2 separate regions of the Oryctolagus cuniculus genome follow, and region 1 is linked to region 2. Evidence: chromatin contacts called from public Hi-C data. All regions are on one chromosome and are shown on one strand. The core of a region is the stretch at or near the end of the contact, and the rest is flanking DNA. Distances in the headings are between cores, read along the strand shown.

Region 1 (7,728 bases), core at 2,050-4,549, 86 kb before region 2:
ACTTGTGGATCCTCCCTACCTCCCTGGGGGAGGATGATTTGGATTCCCTACTTTTTTTTTCACCAATATCTTGCGGCACAGGGAAACTAGGAGTGGGGACAGGCCTTGGGCTCCAGGTCCAGACTGAACGGTGTGAGGCCAGGGCTGCCCGGGGTCAGGAGACTGCAGACTTACAGATGCTAGAAGCGCCTCGATGCTGCCTTTGCCAATGTCCAAGATCCTCCTGTCACTTTCCAACTTTTACGGAGACTCTAGACTGGGTAGGGGTGGCCAAGGCCTCCCAGTCTGTTCTGTCCCAGCCCTTGACCCTACTCGACCCCAGCATTTGTTTGTCTGCACTTTCCAGGGATCGCTGCTGGTAGGAAGCAGCTGGGAGACGCGCGGTGCTGGCACTGTGTCATTGAGGGATCACTGTGGCCGCCAGGCTGCTTTCAAAGACTGGAAGCAGCAGGTGCCTGTCATTAAAGCAGGCGAATCGTTTTCACACATTACAGGAAACCAGGGATGTTACCCGGTGGCTTTTGCTCCGATGGGCTGCAAAGGCAAATCTCTGGCAAAGCCCAAAAGACTCTTGGCTAGAACCCGAGTTAGGGAGGCCTCAGGTCTGTGCTGTATGTCTGTGAGCAGATGTGGGCTTGTTGTGCATCTGTGTACATGGGATCTGGAGCACGGCTTTTAGCCACCCACCGTGGATGCCGCTGCCAGCAGAATAAATACAACCACTGTTCTTTATCGTAAACCAGGGTCCTGGACTGTGTAATGATAATGTCACGAGAAAGTACTAGAAGGTGCTAGTAGGTACTAGAAGCACTAGAAAGGCCTCCTGTTTCTAACAGCACCTTCTCTACTGGTTCAGTGTGCTTATCAAGGCCTCTCTAAGAAGAAATTCTGACAGGGGAGGTAGCGTAGGGGGCGAAGGGGAAGGGAGCTGGCTGTTTGAGGAAGTAGGAGAAGGGGGCATGGAGCAGAGAAAGATAAACTTGACCTCAGTTTTTCTGCCATCTGTGTAAGCCACTGATGACCCTACTGACCCTTTCGACAGCAAGGGGTGCACACAATGCTAACACCCATCCGAGCGTCTCCCTGGACCCAGGCCTCCCTAGGACTTGGCAGCTGTTTCACAGGCTGATCTGAAGGTGGTGTCCCTCCCAGGGGCAAGCACTTATGGGCTGTCTGACCGCTGCCCCCGCCCAGGTTTACCTAGGGAGAAGATTTCCCACAGCAGGACTCCATAGGACCACACGTCGCTCTTGGTGCTGTAGATTTTGTCGAAGATGGATTCCGGAGCCATCCATTTCAGAGGAAGTCGAGTCTGAAGGAAGCAGGGTGACTGTGAGCAGAAGGTCAAGAACACAAAGCAGCCGCAACCCACGTGCCCAAGGGTCACCTCCCAGATCACACTTGGCCCAGAAATCATTTCCTACAGCAGCCCCGGCTTCCTAACAGGGAGAGCACTCTCACCGCGCACATTGCTCTGCTACCAGACGGACCCATGTGAAAGCAAAATGGAATTAAAAAGTGAGTTTATTTTGGTGCCAAAAAAAAGTAATCCATGTGTTTTTCATAATACACATTTTCTATCAACGTTTTGCCGTGCGCTCCTACGCCATGCTGAGCTGAGGCCCATGAGGGCAACACACGCTTAGGAAGCCCCTCTGGTGTGTCCAGAAGATTCTCTACAGCTCCGTGAAATATCCTTCTGCCCCTGGGCGGGCGTTTGGTGCGGGGTAAAGATGCATGCCACATTGGTGAAGCGCTGGGTTCCAGTCCCTGCTCTGCTTCGGATCCCAGCTTCCTGCTAACGTTCACCCGCGGAGGCAGCCGGTGATGGCTCAAGTGTGTGGGTCCCTGCCACCCACGAGGGAGGGACAGGTTGAGTTCCTGGCTCCTGGCTTCAACCTGGCCCAGCCCCAACTGCTGCAGGGGGTTAGGGAGATGTCCCTCTGTGTGTGTCTGTCTATCCTCTTTCTGTGACTTGCAAATAAATATTAAAAAAAAAAACTTTAAAAAGGAATCCTCCCCCAAACATTCTACATTCCTTAGGAACACTTAAGGGCTTAGAAAAGACTGGTTTGAATTAGAAGGCATCCTGAAAATTGGTGATTTCTAGGATTTTTTAATTCCAAGGAAGATGATTTGAAAGGCAAAAAGGCAGGATTCTAAAAGTTTCTGAATAGGGAGAGTGGGCAAAGGTGCAGGAAAAGGGGAAGCTGACTTAGAGTTTAAACATTTAGTATTTGGTTTTCAGAAAATATATATTTAGAAAGAAATATTTTCAAGCATGCAAATCTCCCTTCTGTTTCATAGAGCAAGCATCCCAGTGAATGAGGCCTGCCACTATATATGGATGGGGATGGCTAAGACAGAGGAGAGCGGGAAGAAGCTGAAACAAACACGGACAGATAGCAAAGAGAAAAAGGCCAGATGGCAGCTTTGCGCAGTGGGGCTCCACGGGACGTGTGTTTTGTCCCCTCTGATGAGGGAGTGTGGGACACTGGGTCTCCAAGTCCTGGGAGCAGCTCTGGCAGAATCACTTGGCAGTGTGCTAGAAATGCAAGTTCTCAGGCCCCACCAAGGCTTCCTGAAGCAGAAGCTGTGGGGGTGGGGCCTTCTCTGGCTATCAGCCTGCCCACTGGAGTCTGATGAGTCCACAGTGGCGTCCAGACAGGAGTCCGGAGGCCACAGGAGGTCAGGCACGGAAGGAGAAAATCACACGGTGTTCACAAACAAGAAGAGCAGGGGCGACTGCACAAGCCAGCAGGGAGACACTGCGCCCGGCCGCCGCCGACCCCACCCTTTCCTGAGACGCACACACACCTGCTGAATCCATCATCCGGTTTATTCGAGGGGGAGAGTCCAGGCTGTTCTTTTCAGTGGGACAAGCAACTCCCCCAGGAGTGCGTGGGAGGGAAGGAGAGCATCTGACCAGGGCCTCCGCCCCAAGGACAGGGACCAAGCCAGGGATGAGGGACACACAGGAGCAGGACACACAGCCCTTCCAAGCCCGCGCCAGGGCTGTCTGGTTGGCAGAGCCTGTGTATCCTACACCAGGAGCACGTGGCGGCTGCGGCGGCTACAGCCGAGGAAGTGCAAATATTTACTGAGGGCTTCAGCCTGTGGTCTGAGAATGACAGAGTATAAAGGAGTCAAATAAACACCAAACCCTACTCACATCTCCTTTTCTCACATAATCGGGGTTCTTATAAATATCCCGGGCGAGGCCAAAGTCGCAAATCTTCACCACATTGTTCTCAGATAAAAGAATGTTCCGGGCTGCCAGGTCCCGATGAATGCACTATAATAAAGACGGCCGCAGAATCAATGCACTTCCTTGATTTAACCGACTGGTTTCCTGTGCCTTCTGGGGGCCATCAGTCTTAATTCCCTGATCCGTTTCACATGCGGCAAAGGAAGCGGCTGGCGAGCACACGGTGACCGTAAACACACAGCGCGTCTCTGCAAAGCCAGGTCCCTCAAGGCCCTGAAGCCAAGAAAAGCGCCAAAAGCACCGGGCTACTGTTTGCAGGTGGTGCCCTGGTCAGCATGGTTGCTGGCAAGCTGAGGTCTTCTAGTGACCCAAACTCCCCTCCCCCACCCCAGCCAAGCCTTGTATCTCGAGCTGCTCAGGGCAGATCTGTTGCCAGCTGCCGCCTTGGGGGAGGGCCCTCCAGGGCTGTATTACTAGAAGCACTCCTGGGGAGTCACAGATTCTGAGATTCTGGCCAGTGTTTGAAAATCAGCCAGCCGGGCAGAACGGTTGCCAGAGTGAGAAGCCCAAACCCCGGGATGACGTTTGTCCCTGGAAACCGGTTCCGCCTGCTGGAGTCCAAAGTTCATCATCCTTAAACCTTGTCCTATCCGGGCAAATGAAGGCTCGTGTGGTGACAATCATCCTACACTTCAAGCTGCAGGTGTAAGCAGGGTGGGGGATTAGAAATGGACTTGTTGCTAAGATGGCGTGCAAGCCTGGCAAAGCAGAGCCACTGTAAAGAACCAGACTGACCTTTCTGGACGATAAGAACTCCATGCCCCTGGCCACTTGAAAACTGTACGAAATCAGATCTTCCATGGTGATGGGCTGCTTGTGGAACTCATCCAAGTCTGGAAAACATGAGCACCGTAACTGTCAGGGCGCTTGTGAGTCCACCGAATCCCAATGTAGTGGAACAAGGTTAGCAAAACATAAACCAAAGCGACATGTGGGTCAGAGTTCATTTGCAAGAGCATCTGAGTTCCAACATGAGCAGCAGAGATTGTTCCAGGCCCTCCAGCCCATTTCACCTAAGCACGGTGGGGCCAGAGGATGAGCCCTGAAGACATAGAGGCCCTGAAGGGTGGGGGACCGGGAGGGACAATTCTGTCCCTGTCAGAATGAGTAACTCTAAATAATCTTAATTCAAATCTTATCTCTTCAGGCCACTACCCTTGGAGTCTCCCACGGATGTTTATTAAGGGCGAGAAATAAGAAAACAATTTCAGGGATGCACAGTATGTTATAAAAATATCCCAGGCCGCAGGACAGGAAGGACTCGATACCTACCCTCCTCTTCCTCAGCATCGCTCAGACTTTTATCTTCCTGGAAGCCGGAGCTCGCGAAGCTCTCGCTGCTGGTGACGCTGTCTAGTCTGGGTTTCTTGTCTTGTTCCAGGCCTGGCTCCGGTTTTTCTTTCTTTGGCTCCATGTGTAATGCTGCCTCCTTTGAACAGACCACGAAGGTACACAGGTGAGGAAGGGGCGCTCTAGGTCAGCCCCAGGGAAATTGGGCCCTACGCTGGAGACCAGGGGCCCGAGCTGAGGGCCTCATTCTGCAGAATGGACAGTGGTGGCCACACGCCTGGCAACTTGTGGGGTTGTGGGCTCTCTTCTGCTCCTGACCGGGCTTCTACATAGCATCGTAGATCAGATTTAAGACTGTTAATTCCAATGTGAAGCAGATGGCACTTACTGAATGCTTACTCTTTTAATCTTCCCAAAATTTTGCACAGGAGTTTTCTAATTTTATTTATTTAAATTTTATTTGAATGGCACATGCACACATACCCACGCAGAGAGAAACAGAGAGAAGAGAGAGCGCCTCCATCCACTTGTTCAATCCCCAAACGCCCGTGACAGCTGAGGCTGGGCCAAGTTGAAGCCAGAAACCTGGAACTCAACCCAGGTCTCCCACACGGGTGGCAGAGAGCCAAGTACTTGAGCATCATCTGCTGCCTCCCATGGTGCCCAGGAGCAGGAAGCTGGATTAGAAATGGAGGAGACGGGACTTGAACCCTGGGCACTCACCCCATCAAGTAGTTCTTAGATGTGGAGAAGCCAGTTCACGTGCCCCTAAGTCTGGCCAAGAAGACAAGTAGCTGCTTCTGCACACCACATATCATCTTGTGCAAGATAATGTGAATGATGGAAAAGTATCCCCGGAGTACCTGGGGCTTCATTTGAAATTCCATGAGACGCTTTAAGAGTAGGCTACCGTAGCCAATTTCTCCAGTTTTCCTGGAGGAGGGAACACGATCATTTCTTTTCAAAGATATATTCTGATCCTAACAGAGGTGGAAAAGGCCTTTCTGCGTGGAATGGGCACCTGAGCTTTGGCTGGTCCTCTGGCTCTTTCCAACCATCACGTGAGCTTGGTCTTCATGTTCACGTTCTGGGTAGCATTTTCCTCATCCCAAACCCTCTACCATCCTGCGGTGATTTAATGGGTTGGAGGAAAGGAGTTGGTTCAGGGTTTTCACATGGAACCGGAAAAGACTTCTACTGCCTTTAAGAATTCATGTATTAACAGCGACACTTAAAAGGCGGCACTTGCAGTGGCTTCAGGATTGGACCACGTGCCTCACCTAGCTTCCGCTAGAGGGCGATCCTGAGTCAGAGGCTGAGAGGGAGTGGGGTTTGGTGGCATCTCTTTATCCACCTGCACAGCGTAGCAGGGCTCCCTCTAACCAGCCTTCTCATCCTTCAGTGGCTTTTCTAGAAATGTCACACAGCAGGAGTGGTCCCTCCACTAGAGGGCACAGTAGGAGCAGGCAAAAGACAGGGAGGAGCTTCTGGCGGGACAGCCCCAACAACAGACCTTCTGCAAGGGTGTGTGTGTGGAGTTCTGCAAGGGTGTGTGTGTGGAGTACCGAGGCCCTTGTTCCCCAACAACGGACCTTCTGTGTGGCCAGAGAGAGGCAGGGCTCAAGAATGCACAACCCCCACCCACCAAATGCTCCATGCTCGCTTAGCTCTTCTTCTTTGCACAGTGCGAAGCCCAGGGCACCAAGTGTGCCTGAGGGCAGGTGGAGAGTCTCACCATTGGTGGCCAGGTCTCCAGGAGGCAGTGAGATTGGGATTTGATTTCTCACAAGACCCTCTCCCAGAACAGGAGGGCAGTGGAGAGTGCTAGCAATGGCCTGGGGGAGAAAAGTGACCCCTGGGCTAGTCTCTCGGGCAGCCCCTAAGGACCCAAACTTAGACTTTCTCACCTGCCTCCCGCCCTCCAACCAGTGGTTCATTCAGCTTGGCTTATGGGTAACCCTCTCTGTGAAACAAAGGTGAATTTACTGAATTTATTGGGAATATGGAACATCCTATTTTCAAGTCAGCTGTTTTTCTTTTTGGTTCATTTTTCTTTCGTCTCCTCTCTCTAGTCCTTTAGGATCCAAATAGAAAAGGTAATTGTGGGTTCTCCATGAAAACACTAAGCTCCACCAAGGTGCAAGGGAGGCGAACCATTAAATATAGTCAGGGAAGGAAGCAGACTCTTTAAAACAAAGGACGCACGAACCCAAATGTCCCATCCTGCCAAGGTCCCCAGGGCGTCCTGCTGGCTTAGTTCTTTCTGAACCTAGTCCAGGACTTCAGAACCGAAAAGAATATGCACTGCTCACAGCCCAGGGCACCACCTTCCACTGCTGCTGTTTCTTCCCCTTATCCAGTGTGGTGCACAGGAAAGCAGTGGGTGCAGGGTCAGGAGAGCTGGATTCGTGTGGGAGGTGGGTGTGTCCTTTAGCCAATCATGTGACTTCTCTGGGCACCTCTATCTCTGCCAGTGTGAACCAGATGATCAAAGAGATGCCTTTCAGTTTCAAGATTCTACCAATTAGAAGGCCTGGTTTAAAATCTGGGGAAAGTGTTTCTTGCAGACCATATCACCAGGCTGGTGGATCCCCTGTGTCTTTAGTTAGATCAAAGTTTGGGAGCTGAGAGAATGGTCCAGCTGTCTAGTATTGTGCAAAGATTCTTGACAGAGATGGGACCCATTCTCTGGTGTCTGACTCTTTATCTGCCATGTAGATCGGTGGCATTAAGTTGAACTCACCCAATCTTTTTGTCTCGGAGGGTAGATGTGGATGATGGTGGTAGTCAACATGTATTGAATGCTTCACTGAGATATGTTGATTCTCCCAACAATTCCATCAGTTGGGTTCTAGTATTAGCTCTGTTTCACAAATGGGGAAGTGGAAACTTAGAGAAATCGGGTTACTGGCTCAAGGTCCCAGATTTCAGAAGAGGCAGGGGCAGGATTTAAATCACAAAAGTCTGATTCTGGAAACTAAATATTTCATCTCTTTGCCACACAGATCCCTTACTGGTTAATAACATTGACTCATTGTTCACTGGACTTCTTGAGCCCAGGGAAGGACACAGCACTGGTGCAACGTGTTATCATAAAGTTTGAGTAAATTATTTCTTGGTAAGACTGGTTCAGAGTGTGTATGGGGATGACCTGAGCAGTGACAGTGCTA
Region 2 (7,478 bases), core at 4,763-7,262:
ACACTTCCCAAAGTGCCTGGAAAATGATTTCTTTTTCTTTTTTTTTTTTAAATAAAGATTTACTTATTTGGAAGGGAAAACAAGGGGCGAGGGGCTGGGAGGGAGGGAGAGAGAGGAAGAGAAAGAGAGAGAGAGAGAGAGAGAGATATTTTCCATCTGCTGATTCACTACCCACATGGCACCAACAGCCAGGGCTGGGTCAGACTGAAGCCTGGAGCCAGGAGCTTTTTCCAGGGACCCAAGTACCTGGGCCATCTTTACTCTCTGCACTCCAGACCCATATGCAGGAAGCTGGGTGGGAAACAGAGCAGCTGGGATTCCAACTGGGGCCCCACTATGGGATGCTAGCATCAAAGTGGTAACTTTACCCTCTGTGCCACAACTCCAGCCCCCTACAAAATGATTTCAATGGAAATGTTGTTAAATCATTAACAGGGTTCCAGTTCTCCAGACTCCATGCTGTAGCACGTATTTCCCATGTGTTTTTTCAAACACAGGCTCCTTCTGCTTCCTACTCTCTGTCTACAGACCCAGTAGTCTGCAACTCCATTTGAACAGTAGGCAAACTCCACATTTGCTCTTAGCAATGCCAATTAGTGACTCACTTTTCACAAATCTGGGCCAAAACTTGCCAATAAGGAAATGGAATTCGATTGTCCTCTATACCCTTATTTAAGTTAAGCAGAACAAAACAGAACAAACAAATGAAAAACAAGTCTCTGAAATCCAACAGGTTCCCCTGGGTGAGCACTGCCCAGTGATAGGTGGGGTAGGATTGCTGGGCAGGCTGATTACATGACTGGAGGAAGGGATCGTCACAAACTTTCATTTACTTTCTAAAAACGTAGAGAAAATTAGAGCAGTTTTAATTACAAAGAGCACTGCACCTAAATCAGAAAGAGCCACATTTCCACGCACCACCATCACATGAAAGACACTTCTTTTTACACACACAAACACACACACACAGAGATACACTAGCAGTTGCTAAAAGTCAATGAAATAAATTCTCCTAAATTTAGGACATGAAATCATATACTTCAAGTCTGATGTGTCACAGTTACAACTGCATAGAGGCTCTGCAACCCCTAGATATGTCAGCTTTGAAAGAGTATTAACTAAATATCTTTTCACTGAAAAAAATTGTATTTTTTTTGAAGAATCGTCTTCATTCTATATGTCCACAGTTCATTGGGGAAGTGGGACTAGGGTATATATTTACATATGGCAGTTGCTTTATTAAGGTAGCATTTGCAGAGGGCTTTTTCATGCTGAGATTTCATTTTGACCTTTTAATAGGAAGTTAGATGAGGCAGATATTGTTAACTCCACAGCAGACTCACCTAACATGGCCAGTAAAGGGCGAAATGAATGGACACAACCAATGGCATCTTGCAAGTTTTCTAGTACCTTGTGGCAACTAATTGGCTGTATTCTACTAATGATCTGAGGCAATTTTTTGGTTAAAACATCCAGCACCACCCAAATTAAACCTTCAAGTTTATAGAATTTTCTCTTTTCTAAGTATCTCATTAAATGGCTCTTATCAATAGCTATTACATCATGTGTGAGGGACAAAGAATTGTGAGCCACTTATAGCTACTCCTTTGGTTATAAAAACTGTTCCTAAATCCTTGATAAGCCACTGTTATAAGCTGTCACCACTTTCACTCAATTGTATACTGTGAGAGTACTGGGGTTTGGACTCAGAAAGACTTTGGTCTGACTTTCTCATTTTAAGCTGTGTGATTTCGGATGAATCATCTTATCACTCTTGTTTTTCTCACCTTTAAAGTAAGGCAATCACACTGATCTTCCCAAGAATGATTTTGACATTAGCATATGTGAAACAGTTTTCTAAAATGAAAACTGATGTTAGTTACTGCTATTGTTAAATCCTACACAGAAAGCTATGTCATCCACTTTGTCATCTTCAAATGCAAAGAATACAGCTGAATAGAACAGCGTGACCGGGCTCAAGCAGAGAGCGGCATCTGTGTGAGCAGTGCCCACTCCCAGTCCAGACAGGCATGTGTAAATAGACATTTCAGCAAGGGGTCATGGGATAGCTGCTTCTTGCTTGGGGCCTCGCTCTCCTGTGCCTGACCATAGCAGAGGTGTAAATGTATTCTTCACCCACTCAGCAAGAACAAAAGTCATCAGGTCTGAAAACCGAGGAGAGTCTGCTCAGGACTGCTGAGACTCACTGGTGCTTAGAAGAGTACAAAAGGAATGGTTCAAGATTGACAGAAGAAAAAAAAAAAAAAACCACCTGCTAGCCCTGATTAGGGCAAGGGATTTGGGTATAGATTGTGTCTGCATAGCTCAGCACAGAGGAAAAGAGCCTGCTATGTTTGCAATAAAAGCACTCAGTTTTTGCCTGAAGTTTCATACTAGCCTTTGCCTACTGGGACCCCACTGGCAGCTTATCAGTGATTCTTAGTCCTGGCTACATGCTAAAATCATCTGGAGAATTGTTGCAAGCCCTGGGCTCCACCCCAGAGATCTGCATGTAACAATAGTTAGTCAAATATTCTAATAGGCAGCCAGGATGCAGAAGCCCTGCTATGGACCCATTTGAAGTTCAAGAGGACAGCTCTAACTCTGTCTCTTCTGCTTGCAGCAGATATACCCATTGTCTTGGAGTAGGCAGTGACCAGAGAAGACAGAGTCGCTCTCCATGGAGACATATTTCAGAGACTGTCTCTCTCCTCTCTGAATTTTTGTTTCAGCACGTGAATTACTTCTGTCCCCATGGACCTAGAACTGCCAGCTGCAACTGGAGTGATAGAATCAATATCCCAATGCTCATTTTCATAAACAATACCTTATTCTTTCCTTCTATTATTGCTGTGCGCTGAGTGATGCTCTCAATTCTGTTTCCTGTGTTGCTGGTAGGATCCAGGAGAAACGCTTCTTCATTTTTGGAACAAAAATCATACCTGCAAGTAGAAAAGAAAGTCATCACCATGTTGCTGTGCAGCACAGTCCAGCCCATGGTGACAAGTGTGATGAAAGCCACTGCAGGGGCCGGCGCTGTGACACAGAGGGGAAAGCTGCCGCCTGCAGTGCCAGCATCCCATATGGGCGCCAGTTCGAGTTCCAGCAACTCCACTTCTGCTCCAGCTCTCTGCTGTGGCCTGGGAAAGCAGTAGAGGATGGCCCAAGTGCCTGGGCCCCTGCACCTGCACGGGAGACCCGGAGGAATCTCCTGGCTCCTGGCTTCAGATCAGCACAATTCCGGCCATTGCAGCCATCTGAAGAGTGAACCATTGGATGGAAGACCTCTCTGTCTCTCTCTCTCTCTTTCTCTTTCCCCCGCCTCTGCCTCTTGGTAACTCTGACTTTCAAATAAATAAAATAAATCCTTTTTTTAAATTTATTTGACAGGTAGAGATATAGATAGTGAAAGAGAGAGAGAGAGAAAGGTCTTCCTTCCATTGGTTCACTCCCCAAATGTACTGATCCGATGCCAAAGCCAGGTGCTTTTTCTTGGTCTCCCACATGGGTGCAGGGGCCCAAGCACTTGGGCCATCCTCCACTTGCCCTCCCGGGCCACAGCAGAGAGCTGGACTGGAAGAGGAGCAACCAGGACTAGAACCCGGCGCCCAGATGGGATGCCGGTGCCACAGGTAGAGGATTAGCCAAGTGAGCCATGGCACCTGCCCAAAATAAATCTTTTTTAAAAAAGAGAGAAAGCCACTGCATAAGTCTTCTGATAACAAAGTCACATATTTAATGTGAATCTTCTTTTCTGCAGATTATTTTCCTATATTCATCCTGAAAACTTAAAAGTAGCAAACATATTTGCCTAATATGCAGAAAAATCCATACCAGTGTACTGCCTTCCTCTTCTGCATCGTGAATAGTAAAGCAAAATGTATAAATTAGAAAATTTAATATCTCAATTTTAATGAGTTCCTACTAGAAGTAACATGTAAATACGGGGAGGGCAGCAGAAATGAAGTCATGTTAATCAATGAAAATCTCCAGGAAATAATAGCATTTCTCATCCAAAAAAAGGCTGGCTTTTCATCAGAATATTCAGTTGCATAGCTAATTTTTTCCAGGGTTAATTAACTGCACATAGAAACAGACATCACAGAGAGTATTTAACGTTAGTCTATTTCTTTTCAAGTTCTGGGTATCACGGCAAACTCTCACATCTCAGCATCTCAAGGCCTCAAGTGTCTAATTAGAAAACAAAAATGTTGCTTTCACTTATCTATAAGGCCTATGAAATCTCCCTCTTTACTTTAAACACTTCATCACTTTGTGCTTGTGCCTTCTGGACTAGAATTTTCCATGAGCAGAGAGTGTGCTGGTCTCAAATTTGTCCATGACTTGGGCAGTTTCTGGCAATGTTCACCCTGGGACTGATTTTTGAAGCCAGCGTGCAGAAAGAAGGGGTGGTTGAGCTTAAGTAGCCACCGGCAGTACTGACCGACACGAGACGCAACAGACAAGGTAAGGTTAGGGAGGAAAAGATAAGAGGACAGGGACCGTGAGGGTCAGAAGGATGTTTGGTTATTCGTTCTCTCTGGCGCCTCAGCCCGGAAGGGCCCCCAGAATGTTGGACTGTGGAGCCTGTGGGGCTGGGGACCTGTATTGTTGTGTCTTTCAGCAGGATTCTGCTTCTGAGGCTCCACTCCGAGCTTCGGAGGCCCCTGTGGGTGCAGGGGTCCGAGCTCTTAGGCCATTTTCTGCTGCTTTCCCAGGCTCATTAGCAGGGAGCTAGATTGGAAGTGGAGCAGCAGGGACATGAACTGGTGCCCATGTGGGATGCTGGCATCACAGGTGGTGGCTTAACTTACTACACCATAATGCAAGCCCCTAAAAATGTCTATTTTTACACATACATGATTTAGAATGAAAAAAAAAAAAAACTAATGTAGGCTGAGCATCCCTTAAGGAACTTCGGTGATTTTCACTGATGATTAGATATCATCCTCGGGTAAAATAATTGAACATGTTGACACTTATTGGTTAGTGGAGTAGACTGAACTAAAGCGAAATCATTCACTCTCTCCTTTATTGGAGACATTTTAATGACCAAGTTTTAAAATCACACTGTGAAAGCCACTTTGCCATCATTTTCATGATCATTCTTCTCCACATTCTAGACATCCATAAACTCCTGTTTCACTTCCCATCTTACACACACACACATGCACACACACACATCTGAGTATCTATAACACGCATGTAGACACATGTATACACCTATAGTAGACATGTGTATGGCTCCTTGGGACCATTGACACGCAACAGCTGAAACTCTCTTGTACCTGGAAGAGAACACTTTTAGCTTTCACCCAAAGCAATGAAAAAGGTAAGGGAGGCCCATGATAAAGATGTGAATTTCCTACTCCTGGTTTTCAGGAAATACAAAGAAATACGTTAGGGTAAAGCAAGCCTCGGAGTTTCCCAAGGGAACTACAGTCTCCTGTCTGAGTTCACTCAGAGCTGTGGGCTTCTGACCCCCCCCCCCCACCACCACCACCACCAACGCCCAGCCCCCATTCTTCCTTCAGTGCGCTAAGGGCAGAAAGCAACTCTGCCAGCCCTGGTCTGGAAGTTATAAGCTGGACTTAACCGCCGGCTCCCCCAAATGGAACGGACACGTTCTGTGGCTATTTTCTAATTGAGAGGTTGTTATTTTTCCCTCTTTGTCATTGGAACCACAAAAATAGAATGTCATTTCGGAGGCTGACTTTATAACAGCACTTGAAAAGAGATTTCGGGGGGGAGGGGGATTTGCCTAAGCCTTAAGAATACATCAAGCTCTTAAGGAAGTAGATTGTGCCATGTTTGAAGATGCAAAGATAATCACGGTGCTGGGAACCGTCTTGAGGGGGGAGGAAGCCGAACAACGAGAGGAAAGCAGCGCTCGCTTCTGATTTCGCACAGGAAGCTCACAGCACCTCCTGCCAAGGCAAGATAAGAAAGCTCTCATGCACTATTCTGGACAAGGCCACTGTTATCAGGCTCGGGCTGTCCTCTCCGCGCTCCGGGCCTCTGCCCCTCTCCTAAGGAGCTCTAGGACTCCCACCTCCATTTGCATACGGCATGCCAAGGAGGTATTTATAACCAGCGAGAGAGAGGAAAAAAAAAATTCTGGGGCTAAGAGTGGATTCCATGTCATCTCTGTCAATTACTCTGCAGCTCACACGACTTAGTTTCAGACTAGAGAGTGATACGCGTGAAGGAAAAGCCAGCAGCCCGTGACATGTCCAACACACGCAGCTGCGACTCTGGGTGACGCGTCGGCCTGTTTCACTCCAAGTGGGGGCCATCTGCCCCGCTCGCCCATCTGCTCTGAGTTACTGATCGTCTTCTCAACACAGCACAGGGCACTGTCCCCCTCCGTGGACGCAGATGACACTGCTGACTTATGTGCTTTGGGCAGAATCTCTCATCCTGGTGATGGGTTTGTCCCACTCCTTTCACATTCGTAAATATTTGCCTCCTCTGTGACCAAAGACAGAGGCAGCCTGGAGCTACAGAAAAAAGCAAAGCCAGGGGCCAGCACTGTGGCGTAGTGGGTAAAAGGCAAAGCCAGCCCTGGGCTCAACCCTACTATCTTAACACTGATTGCTGGTAGAATTTCCGCACTCACTTCCGGCTTGTTTCAGGATGTGTGCGTGGAACCTTTCCACCATAGGTGACACGGTATCCATGCGCTCCCATCATACGACAAGAAATCGTCCTACTCCAGTGCCCTTTTGTGTATAGAAATAGAAGTCCTCTCGGCTGTTCACCACCCAAACTTACTGCAGTTGAGAATTTAATGTCTTTTTTTCTCTATCTCTTTCCCTCCCTCCCTCCCTCCCTCCCTCCCTCCCTCCCTTCCTTCCTTCCTTCCTTCCTTCCTTCCTTCCTTCCTTTTAGCTCTTTATACATGATAGACCTTCTTTCCCAAATCTGTTCAACAGCTTTCATCTCACACAGCAAAAGATACAGCGTGCCCTATCCGCTGGTAGGGTTCATACTAGAGCGAGATCACTCCGCAGTTCCGGAGGTCTGCTCAGTTCCTGTTCGTCTTCCAGATCCCACACTCAGGACCACAATGCGCTCTGAGCGCCCTTCCATGCTCACCTGTGTTGTTCTCGCCCCGCTGGCTTCTAACAGTGCTGGTTTCCCCCAGTCCTCCTGTTTTACATCCTCTTCCCCCCTCTAAATCGCAGAGTCTCTTCTTCAAGGGAAGGACTTTGGCACAGGCTGCAATCCGACAGACCCGTCCAGTCAGGTGAGCGGCAGCCACCGCTAGTATTTGCCCTTGGTCTCTCAGGTAAGAAGATGACAGACTCTGAAAAACTGGGCTGGATGGGTCAGTAGCCTTCACAGAATCTGCCCCCTGGTTTGGTGCCTGCTATGGAACGCGGGACTCCGGCAGACACTACCCTGTATAAAATTCTCTTTCAGAAATACTTTCCTGCAAGTTTGATAGCCATTCCAGTTCTACAAGGTCTACCCCA

The links. Hi-C and Micro-C count contacts between places; a contact is called where the count stands out from the background.
Region 1: a Hi-C map of an unstated tissue shows a contact between it and region 2, with 2.3 times the contacts expected there. The contact joins two enhancer-like sites. A contact is called at or near these places in 3 of 6 Hi-C or Micro-C datasets (liver, psoas muscle and an unstated tissue).

The regions. Positions count from the first base shown.
Region 1 is chr9:86,195,667-86,203,394 of mOryCun1.1, reverse strand. It overlaps FLT1 (fms related receptor tyrosine kinase 1), which reads right to left. Exons shown (of 31, transcript XM_070049070.1): 22 at 4,541-4,697; 23 at 4,004-4,101; 24 at 3,173-3,295; 25 at 1,201-1,312. Among named protein-coding and RNA genes, the nearest start is that of FLT1, 180 kb to the right of the region's middle. Within about 2 kb of position 3,299, at least 1 of the 8 cell types and tissues checked has an H3K27ac peak or open chromatin away from gene starts, as enhancers often do.
Region 2 is chr9:86,112,640-86,120,117 of mOryCun1.1, reverse strand. It overlaps FLT1 (fms related receptor tyrosine kinase 1), which reads right to left. Exons shown (of 31, transcript XM_070049070.1): 12 at 2,828-2,942. Among named protein-coding and RNA genes, the nearest start is that of FLT1, 95 kb to the right of the region's middle. Within about 2 kb of position 6,012, at least 3 of the 8 cell types and tissues checked have an H3K27ac peak or open chromatin away from gene starts, as enhancers often do.